3 separate regions of the Mus musculus genome follow, and regions 1 and 3 are each linked to region 2. The links are chromatin contacts, called in public ChIA-PET and promoter capture Hi-C maps. All regions are on one chromosome and are shown on one strand. Each heading gives the region's core, a stretch centred on a gene start, on an enhancer-like site or on the middle of the called end of the contact. The rest is flanking DNA. Distances are from core to core; before and after follow the strand shown.

Region 1 (3,099 bases), core at 270-2,769, 580 kb before region 2:
CCTGATCTGAGAAAAGCAAGAATGAAGTCAGAGTCTTCCTCCTCACCTGCTGCCCCTAAACTTCCCAGATCCTTCGGGAATCCCACCAACCGACCCCACCCTCCACCCACACACTCACCAGGGGGCTAAGGCCTGCCCCTGTGCTTCTTGGCAGGAAGGATGCCACACAGCTTAATTTCATCTTCTTCGCTCTCATCATCACTTTCTTCTTCAGAAAGGTCGTTGTTTATACAAACTGGTGGATACACAAGGATAGAGCCACTCATTCAGCTGCTAGGCTGACAGGGAACCTCATCTCCCAGAGTCCCCAAGTCTAGATGGAAAAGAGCCCACCCACCTCGCTGGAGTTGGACCCCTGGGGCAGGCAGGGTACAGCAAGTTCCCAGGCCTGAAGGAGGCAGTGGGAGGCACAGAATACTGGAACCATAGCCTGAGATGCAGGACACACTAGGAGATGAGACTGGGGTAAGTCGGGAGTGGAGAGGGCCCACTCTTCTCACCGATCTGATGCCGGCCAGTGATCCGAACTGGGCCAGAACCGGACTTCAGGCGGAAGGTGACAGGTGGTTGGAGTTGGAAATCATCCACACTGAGCTGGAAGACAAGAATGACGGGCTGAGCCGTGCTGGCCCACCCACTTGGAGATCAATACCGAAGTTCTCAGTCCCACCAGACTCCGAGAGGAATGAACGGCTCCAACTCACCATGGGCTGGCAAGACAACCTGAGGTTGGCCACAGGAACTGCAATCTCCTGATTGTCGTGATCCCGGGCCACAACTTCCACCACATTACACTCGTCCGTGGCCCCCTCGGTAAGGCACAGCTGAAAGGCAGGCAGAACCTCAGCGTCTCAAGTGAGGGAGGGCTGACACCAAAGCCAAGGCGTCTTACCCCAAAATCGGCCTAGTCCCAGTGGCACCGGATGCGGGGACCAGAGGGTGGAGGAGAGGGGCGACAGGCGGAGTGTCGGCTAGCCCCCCGCATCTCCAACTCCCTCTGCGGCCCCTTACCATGTTCAACGCCAGCACGTGCTCCGTGTCATCCTCCTCCTCAACCTTGAAAGTGAAGGAGCGGGTGTGGCCGGAGAGCTCACAACCTGCAAGAGCCAGCGAGTGTCGCCTGGGTACACGCGTGGAGGGGACAGCGCGCGAGGACGCTCCACAAACTCCGCTGTCCCCTCCACCCGGCCATGTGCCGCGGCGGCGGGGGGGGAACCGGCCGCTTGCTCGCCCAGAACACGTGGACGGGCATCCCACTCGGGAAGAACCGGTTAGGGCGAGCGAGCGAGGAGCCCTCGGCCCACAGCTGCGCCCGGCCACAGCGGCGCCCGGCCGCCTTCCTCGGCCACGCCTCACCCGCCCCGTACCACTCTGCCACTCCCGCGTTCAATACCGAAGAAGAAACTGTCCATTGTGACCGGGGCCGGGACCCTCAGGCCCCCGACGCCCCCAGCTCGGGCTCGGCTCTCTTGGTTCAAGAACGCTAAAGCAGCCGCCGCGCCGGCCGCCATGCTGAAACGGCCGTGAGCGCCCCGCCCCCCGCCTCAGCCAGTTCCGGTCCCGCCCATTAAAGGAGCCGCGCTCGCCACACGAAGCAGGGAGGAGCAGTCGTCGCCTCTTCCACGAGGACAGGTAACAAGGCCCCAGAAGAAATCTCCACGAGGGCTTAAAGTTAGCGTCCACTCACTGAAGCCCCTTCTTCCAACCCGGGGATATATACATACAGATGTTAGTGTAAACCTTTCGTATCTCCTTTTTCAGTAAACTTGGGGTACGGAGCAGCCATTTTTACTCACACCCCCCCCCCCCCCCCCCCCCCCCCCGCTTCCTGATCATGCTGGAGGCTTGACAGCCAAGACCTAAACTCAGATGTGGAGATCAACTACTGTTCATAGTACAGCCTCCTCTTTAGGCGACCCACCCCCCCCCTCCACCACCAAAATTCCTTTATCTAAGGAAATGAAGCCATGTTCCAGTGAGGAACTCTGTGACACCCCCCCCAACTTCACACAAATTTTACCTGTAGTAAACAGAGCAACTTACTTAAAAACAAAAACAAATGTACTTTTCTGAGAAAAATCTTTGCTGTGGAAGGCAGGAGGGCAGGGCTGTCTTCAATCCAGCCTACACTGAAATAGCTTCGGATACCTAAGGGATCAAGAGATGTGAGGGAAAAAAAGGGAGAACCCAGAGAAAAAGCAGCACAGCACACATTCACTTCAAGTTTTATTGTGCCTCTTGCATGGTCTGCAGATAGGTTTACAGTTCGTTTTCTATAGGAACTGAGCTGTGATCTAAACAATGAAATGTTATTCCAACATTAATAAATATTCATAACCATGGAAGATGGCAGAGCACTTTATCCTACAGCAATGACAGTAGAGACCTGGACATGTTTTCACTTATGTCCAGAAGATCATCCCATGTGATTATTGAAAGCCAACATTAAACAAAAAGCAACTTGTTCAATTCCTGATTCCGTATGAAACTCTGAAACGCTCTGAATAAAACCTTGTAATTCTCACTGAGGCATGAGATGGATTCAGAACGCTAAGGAACATTAAACGGTCTTAATATCTAGTAACAATTTTGCCCCTCACCCCAGCCTTCAAAACCAACCTTGACTTAGGTTTCACAGCACATCCTATCGCAAAGGTTCGCACCCTAAGGAGGCGGCACATTTCAGCACACTCTTGGGCCTCTGGTTCTTGGGCCTCCCTGGGTCCACTCTATATAGTGCTAAAAGACTACCTCACAAGCTCACACTGGAGTTCTAGAAAGGAAAATGTTTCAAGCTCCCTCTTCTCTCTCCCCCCTCAGCTCAAAGTTCAAAAGCTATGTAGAACTGGAGGAAAGCAAGGTAACAAAAGACTGTTGAAAATCTATGACGTTACTAGATAGCTAGCCATGATTAAAGAATAATAATCCTGCAGACACTATGTGCCAGCTTCATGCTCAAAACCCTTAAATTCACCAAATCTAAATTAAAATAACATGAAGTTTTCAGAATCTCTGATTAAAAGAAAAAGTATACATATTGTTAACATATACTTATTCTTTCTTTTAAAAATTAGATACAAACATGCAAGAATTAAGGAC
Region 2 (3,561 bases), core at 800-3,299:
AAAGTCCAGAGACCTATCCTGGGAATGTGGGATCAGCCATCCGGGGGACTCCTGCTTTGGAAAGCTTCCAGGGGCTCCTCTTCTTCTGTCTGGGAGCCCTGAGCATCACTTTATGGTGAAAGAGCAAGCTAATTCAGCTCATGGAGTTGTGTTCTGGGGCAGCCGGGAACTCTCTCTTGGGTGGAGGCTGGAATCTTATCTTCTGGATGATAGAGGCCATGTATCCTCTACAGTTCCACTTATGGGGGACCCTCACTTAGAATAGGAGAAACCATGCTTCTTTGAAGGAGAGGGAAGAAAAAGGGGGTTGCATGGGGGTGATGGAGTGTTGAGAGGGAAGAGGAGAGAAGGAAGGGTCTGAAGAGGCCTTAACATCGGTCCATAGATTGCTGAGTGGGGAATAGATATTCTATTCTCCATACCAGTACATGCACACACACACACACACACCCATGTATAAACACACACAAGAATTCATATACACACATGCAGAAGGACAAAGTATCAGTAGTTAACACATTCATAGGCAACACCCTCCAGTACACACGCAGTACTGCTCATAGACACACCCTCATACAATCACAGTCATAACAAATATGTGTATGATGGAAAAGCACATGCTTATCTTACACACACACACACACACACACACACACACACATCACCAAATAATAGCACACAAAGAGGTTCCCAAAATTCAGGCTCTCGTTCTCTGATGCACACAGAAACAGGTGTATCAGAGACCTCCTCGTCACAATCATAAACACAAATGCATATTTGCTCACAGAATCAGAGACACACATTCTCTCCTCCCCACACCAGTAACCAAGTCTGGGTGGGTGAGGGGGCTGCACCACATCCCTCTCCCTCAACTCCAGGGATATGAAATATCTTGCCCAGCCCAGAAGAGACCATAAAGGAAAACCGGGCCTCTGATGGCAAAGCAGCAGCATAGAGAAAGCTGTCAGGAGCAGCACCCCAGCCAGACAGGTTCTTAAAGCTCAACAGGAGCCTGGACCTCCCCTGTGAAGGCCCTCCTCCAAGGCACCCCAGTACTCACCGCTGCTCGTCAGGAGCTGGAATCGAAGAGAGGCAGAGAGGCTGGGCCCCGCTCAGCTGTAAAAGCAGCAAGGCTCCCGCTCGCTCCAGGCCCGCCCGCCCGCCTCTCAGTCCCTCCTCCACCCCTCCCCACGCTCTGCTCAAGCAACGCTAATCCCCCCCCCCCAACCTCCCTCCATTCCCAGGGCCCTAAGTCCCAAAGAATGTCACCACCTAGTCACTACCTAAGACTCACACCAGAGGAAAGGGAGAATGTGGAAGACCCCATTCTGTTCCCTAAACCCTCATATGCCCCACCCCACTCGTGTTCAGTTCTCTCTCGTCCATCATCTGAACCACACGTAGGGTCCAGATGCATACGCCTGTCCTGCTCCAGACCCCACGCGTGTCCCTAGGAGGCTGCCACATGACCTGTTACATGCCACACGCGCTCCCGCCCCCACAAGCACGCGGCCACGCAAAGCACACGGTACGGAGTAGATCGGACCCGCCCCCTAAAACCAGAAGACCCAACTATGGAAGGGACATTAAGCGAATGCAGTCATAAACACTTTGGGGTTCTGAACCTCAGACCCAGGAGTCCTGTCCTGAACCCCAACCCGGAGTGCAGAGGAAGGATAAATCAGACTCCAGGAGGAACTTCCTTACTGCCTAGGTTAATCGTCCCGCCTTTTCAGGGACGAGAGTTTAGAAGGGATGACCCCGAGACTGGGACAAGAAGCACAGGCAAACCTTGTGCCCTTGGCCAGGGTGGAAAAGGGTCTGGCTCTTTTAGGAAAACGCCACACGAGTTACTATGGTAACTATTCTCCTTTGGAAGGCCAAGACCGGCAAGTTATGACCTGGGAAGAAAGAGAGGGTCGATTCGGGTGGCCAGAGGGTGCGAGGACGTTCGAAGCGGGGGTGCGCGGGGCTCACCGCGGGGAGGGGTGGCGCGAGTTCCGCGAGGTGCTGAAGGGGACAGCGCCAGATTTGTCGTAATGCGCAAGCGCAGAGGCGCGAACAAAGGGGGGGGTGTGGAGGCGCGCGCCCGGAGGTGGTGCGCGCCCACATCAATCTTGCAGAGATCCTTCCAGGCTACCCCTTCCCCAAGTAGACTGAGACGAGGAAGCAATCCCCTCATCCACCTTCACCCTCTTGTGTCTTTCCGGTGCTAGTTGGCTTTTCTCTTTATGCTACAATTCAGTAATGAGGTAGTGTAGAAGGAATTCTGGGAAAACCAGGATTTCTGGGTTCTTTATCCTTGCTTCGTTTGATCCTGGTTAGGGAGCTTTCTCCCTAGAGCCTCGATTTGCCTGTCTTTAAAATGGACGGTCCTTCCTACCTTTGCTGATGTACCCAAACCCCTGATAAGGATGGGAAGCAGTTTTCGTTACGAAGCGGCTGAAATGTTTGCATAAGGGCACGCAATCATGTAGATAGGATGCAGCGGTCTTACAGTCTTTCGCATGCCCCACACCCACCTCAGATGTTGGAGGAAAATATTACGCCAGGGGTTCTCCAGAGAGGGACTTGGGCTTAGTATCTGGGGGTGCAGTGAAAGGGGAGCCTAGTGGTTGAGCTTTGGGAAGACAATGTCCCTACAATTAATCCAGGACCAGTCAAAGCAGTACGGCTAGTGGCCTGCACTGAGCAGGCAATTCCTCTCGGACTCTGGACCGCTGGAAAGCAGACCTGGCTGGTCCTATATAGTCCTTTGTCCTTAGGCAAAGAGCCGGACTACGCTGCCCTGAAGTGGAAAGAGATGGATGTCATGATTGTGCATTTCACAAGAAATGGCAGGTTTAAACAAGTGTGCTTGAGAGTAAAAGCCCTAGCGTCGCCCATTTAATCTAGTCTTTTGGCAGTTGCTTATTGAGCACCTAGTACATACCAGCTAGTTATAGTCTGGGCAGCCTCTCCCCCTTTTCTTTTTCCAAAGTCGCTTAAAGGCGACCAGAGGACAGAAGGAGGCACTGGGTAACCTAGGAGTCCTGGCTCCGCCCCTTCTGCCTTTGGCCTTGTCTGCTCCTCCCATCACCACTCAGAGGCGGCTACTGGCCCGCAACGGAGACCGAAAGCAGTGTTCGCTCGCCGCTACTCCAGCCTCGGGCTTCAAGCCCTGTAGCTGAGAAGACATCTAATGGTACATCACTGGTCCGTTCTGCCTCAGTTTCGGGATCCATCCGAAAAGCTTCCTGACAAGGATTCTCAGTGAGACCGCACTCGATTAAATCGGTCTGTCTCTTCCGACCAAGGAGGCGGGCTCGCCGCAGCCGCTTCAAGGCCAAAGCGAGTGGAGCTTACTGCGCACGCGCAGTAGACAGCGATGGAGCCACCAATGGAGCAGTCCGGAGGGGAGCAAGAACCAGGAGCTGTCAGGTACCGAGCACTGGAGGGGCCTAGGGAGGGAGGGCAGCCGAGTCTGGGCCGGACGCGGATCCCTCTTGCCAGCCGGGACTCTCGGGTATAACAGAAGGACTCGCACGTAACAGCGGCCCGGGGACGTCAACGCCGTTTTCC
Region 3 (3,278 bases), core at 429-2,928, 540 kb before region 2:
TCATTACAGATGGTCGTGAGCCACCATGGATGTGGTTGCTGGGAATTGAACTCAGGACCTCCGGAAGAGCTCTTAATCGCTGAGCCATCTCTTCAGTCCTGAGTACTAGTTTTTATATTCCCCAGTAATAATAATAATAATAATAGAGAAAGAAACTAGAAAACGTTGAGTTTGCCACTAAAAACAAAACAAAAATCAAACAAACAAAAAAATCCATAAGAAAACTCAAATTACGGAGTGCTTAGGGAAGAACTAAGCTTTCCTGAGCTCGGTATCCACCCATTCTATTTCAGAAATTGTAATTAAGATCTTCCGGCATCTTCCCTTACTATCAAAACGCCCTCGTCCTTTTCAACTGTAAATGAGAAGACAGAAATTAAGACTTTCACTGAATTCTAACTCCACATAACAGATGCTCTGAGATATGATATACTGGTATTTACACACACTCCCAAGTCAAAAAAACAGCAATTGTTAAAGGATGATACTTTTCTGGGCTACAAGTGAGTCTTAAGAGGTGAAGGAGGCTTACAGGCTAACAAAAATAAATAAATAAAAATAAAAACAAAACAATTTCCTAAGCCTGAAGGAATCTGTAATATAATAAGCTGACTGCGCTCCTTCACGGGTAAAAACGTGCCTGTGAGGGCTGATTTTTTTTCCCCTTACAAGGATAGGGGCGGGGGATGGGAGCGCTGCACAAATTTCAACTGAAAGCAGGCATCTCTGCGGACTAAGATCCCAAGGTACAAAGAAGTGAAGCCCACAGCCGGACCACAGGCTCCTTCCTTGCCACCGCCTCCTCCTCCGACAAATCTGTGTGGCTCTAAGCCAGAGGAGGGTGGGGTCAGGCTCCTCCATAGCCCGGAGTCGCCGAAGCCGTGACATAGCGGAGGGTAAAGAAGTGTGCCCACCGTCTGTCTCCTCCCCGTAACCCCGTGTGAGCAATGACGGACGCCTCCCGTCCTGGGGGCGGGGAACTGCGGGAAAAGTCACCAGCACGCCCCTCCCGGGGACGGAGGCTGAACACCTACGCGGGACTGGAAGGCCAACTCACCTTCCACGACACCGCACAGGAACCTGCGGGCCCCTCCGGCCGCCCCGACCACGGCCGCAGCCCCGGCTCCCGATGGGTTATCTTCTCCGGGGGCGGGAGCTACCGACTGCTCCAACGAAGCCCCCGAGGCGGCGGCAGGGTTGGCGTTGCGCTCGCTCTCCCGCTCCTCCAGCGCCGCCTGGCTCTCCTTCTGCACCATCCTCCTGCCGCCGGCCACCGCTCCCCTTCGGCCTCGGTCCGTTGGGCCAAAGGCCCGGAGCCCTGCAAAGGGGCCGCGGCTCCGAACGCGCGCCTCCGGGGCTCCTTCCCCTCCCCCTCCGCCCTTCCCCCTTCCTCTCGGCGGGGGCCCGGAGTGCCCGGATGAGAAGGGCGGCGGCACCGGCTCGAGCCCTTTGTCAGCCGCTGCCTCGCCCCGCGCTGGGAGCCGGGAGCCTAAGCGGAGGGCGAGGCAGCCGCCGCGTCTCCACGGAAGGAGGACCGAGGAGGCGCCTTCGCTCGTCCTCCACGCCCGCCGCCCTCCGGACAGCCCGGCGTCTCCGGCTCTCTTCCCCCACCGGAGTCCCTAAGCAGCTCCTGCCGCTGCCTCTGCCGCCCGCTTCCTGTTTATCCGCACTGCGCCTGCGCTACAGACCGGCTCAGACCGGTCCCCAGCCCGGCTCCCCCGCCTTTCCTTGGGATAAGCCCATTGCGCTTTATTTGCTAGGGGAGAAAAAGGACAAAGGGCGCCGTGAACACCGCGGAGGTGTGCGGCGGTGGGACGTACCATTTTGGCTCGCCACCCTCCGGGATGAGCGCCACACTCTGGGTCGGACCATTACCCCACCCGGAGGAGGGGAACATGGGAGAATGCGGCCGGCCGGGGAGTTTGGGAGGAAGGGGGGGGGGGGGGGCGGAAAGGAGGTGTTTACCCTCTCAATGCGCAGGCGCCGGGACGATACTTCTAGTTCTTAAAGTGGTAGGAGACACTGACCTACTTTGGAGATTGTTGTACCAGTTTGGCTCATCGGGGCTGCCTGACCCACGTCTGCTTCTGTGAAGACACCATGCCAAGGAGCTCAGCTCACGCCTCTGTCCTGACTCATTGTTTCTTCTATCCTGTCTTCGGAGTTAACCGTGTTTTAAATTGAGCAGTCAACTGTTTTATTGAGTTTGCCTCATCCTGGGCTGTTGGGACCATTATGACCTCATAATATGGTTAAAACCTGCTGTTACGTCTCTGCCTGATTGAGCCCTACGTTTGTTTTGGGAGAGGCTGTGGTATGAAATTCACCAGACTACGTATGGAGAAGAAAGACTGCATTCCAAGCACAGGGAAAACAAACGTCTAATAAAAGTAGAAGAGAGTGGAAGGCGAGTTTGTTATGGCGATGGAGAGTGTGCGGTGTGCGTAAGGGACATGACCCTTTTAGCCTTAGCATCAGCATTTCCAAGGAAACCCTGCCTCTAAGGGCTTGCCTCCTGTACTCTAAGGGCTTGCCTCAGAGTACACTTGACATTTTGGTTCCTTAAGGGATCTGCCAGCCAGGCGATGGTGGCGCACCTTTAATCCCAGCGCTTGGGAGGCAGAGGCAGGCGGATTTCTGAGTTCCAGGCCAGCCTGGTCTACAAAGTGAGTTCCAGGATAGCCAGGGCTATACAGAGAAACCCTGTCTCAAAAAGACTAAAAAAAAAAAAAAAAAAAAAAAATCTGCCCTGTTTGGGAACAAACCTCTCATGTTCAATGTTAAGAAAGTAGTCAAACTATTGCATATGCCAGAAAGATTTTGCTGAAGGAACCCTGTTATAGCTGTCTCTTGTATGAGGCTATGCCAGTGCCTGGCAAATACAGAAGTGGATGCTTACAGTCTATAAAATGGAACACAGGGCCCCCAATGGAGAAGCTAGAGAAAGCACCCAAGGAGCTGAAGGGGTCTGCAACCCTATAGGTGGAACAACAATATGAACTAACCAGTACCCCCAGAGCGCGTGTCTCTAGCTGCATATGTAGCAGAAGATGGCCTAGTCGGCCATCACTGGGAATAGAGGCCCCTTGGTATTGCAAACTTTATATGCCCCAGTACAGGGGAATGCCAGGGCCAAAAAGCAGGAGTGGGTGTGTAGGGGAGCAGGGCAGAGGGAGGGTATAGGGAACTTTCGGGATAGCATTTGAAATGTATATAAAGAAAATATCTAACAAATAAAAAAAAAGAAAGAAAGTTAAAAAATAAAAAGTAGTCTTTTT

What was found. Promoter capture Hi-C pulls out the DNA fragments that hold promoters and counts their contacts. ChIA-PET counts read pairs in DNA pulled down with a chosen protein or histone mark.
Region 1: a contact with region 2 is called in a promoter capture Hi-C map of hematopoietic stem and progenitor cells, with 3 times the contacts expected there. The contact joins the promoter of Npm3 here to the promoter of Psd in region 2. A contact is called at or near these places in 2 of 39 promoter capture datasets (embryonic stem cells and hematopoietic stem and progenitor cells), 4 of 484 Hi-C or Micro-C datasets (all in embryonic stem cells) and 1 of 115 datasets of contacts at active chromatin or transcription factors (pancreatic cancer cells).
Region 3: an RNA polymerase II ChIA-PET map of memory CD8 T cells shows a contact between it and region 2, with 39 read pairs. The contact joins the promoter of Oga here to the promoter of Psd in region 2. A contact is called at or near these places in 13 of 39 promoter capture datasets (the 3T3-L1 cell line, 3T3-L1-derived adipocytes, the C10 cell line and 8 more), 8 of 115 datasets of contacts at active chromatin or transcription factors (bone marrow-derived macrophages, embryonic stem cells, epiblast stem cells and 5 more) and 1 of 9 other capture datasets (liver).

The regions. Positions count from the first base shown.
Region 1 is chr19:45,748,046-45,751,144 of GRCm38.p6, forward strand. It overlaps Npm3 (nucleoplasmin 3), which reads right to left and starts at 1,520. Exons shown (of 6, transcript NM_008723.2): 1 at 1,394-1,520; 2 at 1,012-1,097; 3 at 705-824; 4 at 501-594; 5 at 119-235; 6 at 1-6. The coding sequence starts at 1,511. The coding sequence ends at 126. It overlaps Oga (O-GlcNAcase), which reads right to left. Exons shown (of 16, transcript NM_023799.4): 16 at 2,210-3,099.
Region 2 is chr19:46,325,107-46,328,667 of GRCm38.p6, forward strand. It overlaps Psd (pleckstrin and Sec7 domain containing), which reads right to left and starts at 2,050. Exons shown (of 18, transcript NM_028627.2): 1 at 1,978-2,050; 2 at 1,061-1,116. Fbxl15 (F-box and leucine-rich repeat protein 15) reads left to right here and starts at 3,078. Exons shown (of 4, transcript NM_133694.2): 1 at 3,078-3,420. The coding sequence starts at 3,368.
Region 3 is chr19:45,781,875-45,785,152 of GRCm38.p6, forward strand. It overlaps Oga (O-GlcNAcase), which reads right to left and starts at 1,679. Exons shown (of 16, transcript NM_023799.4): 1 at 1,058-1,679. The coding sequence starts at 1,256.